Linked DNA regions of Ovis aries: region 1 is linked to region 2. A link is a contact called in public Hi-C data. All regions are on one chromosome and are shown on one strand. The core of a region is the stretch at or near the end of the contact, and the rest is flanking DNA. Distances in the headings are between cores, read along the strand shown. Region 1 has its middle 95 kb from the start of SHISA6. Region 2 has its middle 38 kb from the start of PIRT.

Evidence for each region. A called contact is a pair of places that touch in the nucleus more often than the background predicts.
Region 1: a contact with region 2 is called in a Hi-C map of liver, with 4 times the contacts expected there. The contact joins two enhancer-like sites. A contact is called at or near these places in 2 of 16 Hi-C or Micro-C datasets (liver and mixed tissues).

Annotation. Positions count from the first base shown.
Region 1 is chr11:29,741,480-29,744,179 of ARS-UI_Ramb_v3.0, reverse strand. No RefSeq gene overlaps it. Among named protein-coding and RNA genes, the nearest start is that of SHISA6, 95 kb to the left of the region's middle. Within about 2 kb of position 1,404, at least 2 of the 54 cell types and tissues checked have an H3K27ac peak or open chromatin away from gene starts, as enhancers often do. A contact at or near this core is called in liver, where this site is marked.
Region 2 is chr11:29,606,275-29,608,974 of ARS-UI_Ramb_v3.0, reverse strand. No RefSeq gene overlaps it. Among named protein-coding and RNA genes, the nearest start is that of PIRT, 38 kb to the right of the region's middle. Within about 2 kb of position 1,339, at least 2 of the 54 cell types and tissues checked have an H3K27ac peak or open chromatin away from gene starts, as enhancers often do. A contact at or near this core is called in liver, where this site is marked.

The DNA.
Region 1 (2,700 bases), core at 155-2,654, 140 kb before region 2:
TCTCTGAGCTGAGTTGGGTCGATGTCTGCAGAAGCTGGATCACTATCAGGGAACCAAGTACTCATCCCTGGCTCAGGAGGCAGCGAAGCTGCACAGGGTCCAGGGAGGGAGAAACAGCTATGTTCCCAAGCCTCTAGAGCTACAGGGACATATCTCTGTGACAGAGAACCGGAAGACCTGATTTTCACAGGTAGATGTCCTAATCAGATAATTGACCCTTCTGGTTGATGTCTTTTTTCAAAAAGAAGGGCTGCAGACCCTGACTCAAAGTTGCTAATTTCATGAGTGCTTGTTATGTACCAAATGCTGGTCTGAACATCTCCAATGGAACAGCCTCCTCTCTGGCCTCCCTGCCTCCACTCTCAGGCCTCTACCACCCACCCTCCACAGTGATTTAAAAACATCAATCAGATTGTGCTCCACTGCTGACCCCTCCACCCCCATGCAAGGGCCTCCCTTTATGCCTGAAACAAAGTCCAGGCCACTTCTGCTGGGGCCAGAGCTTGGCCAGAAGCTCTGGCCCTCCTTCTCCTACGCTCTTTCCATGGATTCATTTCCATTAATTCATTTTAATTATTCTAGAACTTCATCTAAATAACATCATCAAGCCATTTTTTTGCCTGACTTTTTTGCTCCTTTGTTGTCTCCAAAAGTAGCTCATTCCTCTTTTCTGAAATAAGTTGTATAAATTTGGTCTTATTTCTTCCTTGAGTATTCGATGAAATTTTATGGTGAAGCCACTTGGGACTGAAGTTTTCCCTATGTCGAGATTTTAGGGAATCAGTTTAGGCTTTTTGGTAGATAGAAGGCTGGTTTGTGTCAGATTCGTTGATTAAGAGTTTTTCAAGGAACTGGCCCATTTCATCTGCGTTGTCAGTTTTGTTGACTTCAAGCTATTCACAGCATCCCCTTTTAATTCTTTTGATAATTATACAATCTGTAATGATAATCCCACTCTTATGTCTGATATTGATTGTCATTAATTAATCATTAATGATTAAGAGTCATTCTCTCTTTTTTCTTAATCAGTCTTGTTTGGGGATTTAAGAATTTTGTTAATCTTTTGATCGAAAGATCTAACTTTCCGCTTTATTGTTTTCCAATTTCATTGTTTTCTGCTCTTACCTCAATTATTCCTATCCTTATACTTATTTTCAGTCTATTTTCCAAGTCTTTATGTAATTTCTGAAAGTGGGTGATAGAGCCTCAGTGGGGGGCTCATGGTTGAAATGGCTCATTATGTTGACCTTGCAAACAAAGAATAAAGTCACAGTGACCCTTGAGACTGACCAAATTGCCCAAACAACTTTGTTTACCCGCTGGCGTCTACCTTCTCAAAGCTAGATTCCAGACCTCCAGCTATGTAATCATAGGACTCAGCTACAGGCTAAAAATTAACCATCCCTTCAGAGACCTCGTCAGAAAAAGGGACACTGGTTCTTCTCAAGGGCCAGTCACCCTCTCATTTTCCCTCTAATAAAATTATTTTTCTTGCCTGACTGCCCGGCTCACTCTTTTTCTCCTCAATTGCCTTACAGTGCACAAGACCTTTCTTCATGTCTTATATAAGCGTTTATTTAGAAGACTCTTAAAAAAAAAAAAAACTTATTTGTTTGGCTGCGCTGGGTTTAGTTGTGGCATGCAGGCTTTTTAGTTGCAGCTTGTGGGATCTTAGTTCCCTGACTGGGGATCCAGCCCCTGTGCTCCCTGCATTCAGAGCTCAGAGTCTCAGCCACTGGACCACCACAGAAGTCCCTAATATAAGCATTTAAAGCAATAGATTTCCCTCCAGAAAGATCTGTAATGAGGGACAGAGAAAGGAAACTGAAGTAGTGAATACTTAGGGTGAGCAAAAAGGAAGGGCGCTCAGGCCAGCAGTGGAAGGCTTCGATTTGTGCTAGAGGTGAAATGCATTCTTCATCACAAAAGGGAAAAGGAAAAGGTGGGTAAAAATAAAGACTGACAGATTGGCTGATGGGAAATTGAGAGCATTTTTGCCTGATGCCTTACATTTTCTCCGTAAGCAGGAGCTCACCAACAGAGAGTGTGGGAGAGGGGAGGGTGGGGAAGTTGTGAGCAAGAAGGAAACTATGGAATAGTAATCTCAGGGTGCGGAGAAGGGCACCCTGTGCCCACTGCACTCAGCAGTGAAGGGGAACACAGGCATCAGCACCCTCCCCCTGCCTAGGGCTCCTGTGGGGATAACAGCTGTGATTTTTAGAGCAAAGACGGTAGCCAGGATTTGTGATTTTTTTTTACACAAAGTTCAGCTGTTCTCATGATGGAGTGGAGAAGGCAGAATCATGTGGGTTCCACCATGGCTAGAATTTACCAAGTGAGCAAGACAGGGGAGAGGTCAAGGGACTGAGAATATTTGCAAAGCAGAGACTATTCAACCAATGAACTGTAGTTTTATACCTGGGTGATTAGAAAAGTGAGGGTAAGATTTTAAAGTGCTCATGAAATAAAAGGTTTGTAGCACCAGGAAAAACCAGAGTAAAAGACCCATAAACGTGGATCAAAGGCTGAACTCAAAGTTTGAGTTCTGAAGGAGCTACGGTTCCTGGGGGTGACAAGGACTAGGTATGATGTAAAGTTGAAAAATACCTTTGGAGGTGATGACTCAAGGGACTGTGGGGCAGGCCAGGGTGCAGTTCGGGCTGCTGCCAAGGATGTTCCTCTCATGAAGAAGGTTGGCAG
Region 2 (2,700 bases), core at 90-2,589:
CCAATTGGCCCACCTCCCTGGGGAAATGGCCCCAGGCGATAGACGTCAGAGTCAGAGAGCTGTGGCCAAAGGATTTTTCTTCCCTTGTCCCCCTGGGGAAAATGCCTGCTTTGAGCAGGGATGTTATGAACCTGGGTCTTAAAGGAAAGCAGCCTCTCAGGTTGGTAACGTACACCTGCAGGCACACACCCACCATCGCTCTGGTCTGTGCCTCTTCAGTCAGGCAGCACCGCAGTCTCCGCATCTCTGAGACCACTGTTCTGAGTCTGGGCTTCTGGGGTTTATTTGCGTCGGCATTCCCCGGGATTCCTACTTTGCTCAGGGGCTTTTCCTGTAAATGCCCTGAACAGAAAGACTCTCTTAGTGCCTTCTCAGTGCGGGACTCTGGGCCAGGCACTTCCACATTAGACTGGTGGTGGTGGCTTAGTCGCTAAGTCGTGTCCAACTCTTTTGCATCCCATCCCCATGGACTGTGGCCCCCCAGGCTCCTCTGTCCGTGGGATTTCCCGGGCAAGAATATTGGAGTGGGTTGCCGTTTCCTTCTCTAGGGGATCTTGCCGAACCAGGGATTGAACCTGTGTCTCCTGCATCTCCTGCACTGCTGGCAGATTCTTTACTGCTGAGCCAACAGGGAAGCGCTAGAATGTCAGATTTAACCCTCAGACAACCATTTTGAGATAAAACCTTTCCTCTCAGATGTACATGGTTGAAAACCGAGGTGCGGGGAGGTTAAATAACTTGCTGAAGAGCCCAGCTGGCCAGGGGCTGAACTGTTCTTGGGAGATTAAAAAAAAAAAAGCCTGTGTTATAAGACTGTTCAATTTTTTACACTGCTGTCATAAAAAATGCAAAATTCCACTACTTTTTCGAGCAAGCTCTGAGTGACAACACACACACACACAGAGGCTCCATGAAGCGTCCGGCAGGTGATAATTGGTGTTGCAACAGCATGAAAGAACAAGGGAGCTGTGAAATGCTCCACCATCTTGGGAAAGAATCTGGCATTTTTCTACATTGCTAACCACAGAATCCAAAAGCACAAGGTAAAGATTGAAGCCATAGTTTCCCATGCTTCTGACTGCAGTTTTTAAATTTCCAGGAAGACCAGAAAATGTCAATTAGTTAGGTCTTCGCGGTTTCTCTTTTTTTAGAGAGAGAGATTATGTAAGTTGTTTACTCACAAATAGCCAGGAAGAGTCGGGTGCTGTTCACTGGCCTTGTCAACATTCCACACACTCATTAATCATTCACAGATTACTTTATCCTCTGCCCATGCCCTCAGACGTCCCTGTACCCAGGTTGGGCAGCCGAGGTTATGAATGCCAGGGCCCATAGGAGAAGCAGACCCATAGTAGAAATGTTTGAGCCCCAAGGACCTCACGTGGAGGGGTGCCCTGTGACCCGGAGAGCCTGTGCTCTGCCTGCAGGGGGCGCCGTGACTCCACTCCAGCCAACGGTTGCCATGTAGGATCCCAAAGCCCTTGTGGCTGGGTCTCCCGATTTTCAAAAAGAAAAAAAGGCAGAAGTCCGAAAATTTACATGAAATTTCCTGATTGGTAAACTACTATGACAGGCTAATAGCATGGGCCTGTGGGTAATTTTCCACCCATTGTGAACCCTTGGATTAGTGTCCACAGCACCACTGGCCTCAAGGACCCAGGACTTCGACGAGCTCATCAGAGTGAACCCAAGAGCAGACAGCTATGAGGGGGTGTGGGCAGGGTGGCATCAGGAGGACTTCATGTCTGCCGCAGTCATGAGCACTGAATCAAGGAGAAGAGGAACTGTCTGTCCCCTGATGAAACAGTGTCGCTCAACAAGTCCTTGTGGCCTTGACTCTAACAACCTTGGGGCTTCCCTGGTGACTGAGTCAGTAAAGAATCCACTTGCACTGCAGGAGACGCGGGTTCAGTTCCTGGCCCTGGAAAATCCCCTGGAGGAGGAAATGGCAATCCACTCCAGGATTCTTGCCTGGAAAATCCCATGGACAGAGGAACCCGGCAGGCTACAGTCCCTGGGGTAGCAAAGAGTTGGGCACGACTTAGCAACTAAACCACCACCTAACATATCTGGTAATTCTGCAGCAGTTGCATCTGCTCAGGCAAAAAGAGACGCAGCTTTAGGAACATCATATGACACCTTTTGTCTCAGCTCTGAGTGAGGTGAGCTGCGAGTCAGCTAGTCAACAGCAACACAATCACAGGTACAGAGCCTCGCTGAGATGCTTGGTGCGATTCAGAGGGAATCTGAACAGGGGATTACATGGGCTTCCGAGAAGGTAGTGTGAGGGGTTGGAAGAGGCTGGGCTGGTGGGAAAACTCATGAGCTGATCCCCAGAAGCATGTTTCATCTCTTGAGCAAGGATGTAGAGGCTTCCCCTCAGGCCAAGCGCGATGCTAGACACCAGGGACAAAGCTGTGAACCACGCTCACAACATCCACCGGCAGCAGTGAAGAGGGAGCCTCGGAATTCTGTACTGTCCAGACAATATCACCCTCCACCCAGCCTGGCTCACACCCAGCTGACCTGCAGGGAATCCCAGGGCTCCCTGCCCCCTTCCCTTCTTATCTAAGACACCAACAGGACTGAGCCCACCTGGCTTTTGGTCTCTGCCCACTTCTGCACGGGAAACCCCAAGACTTCCTAAATTCATCCCTCATCACCCTTCCTCCCATCCCTGAAATCTCTGTCCACCCCCTA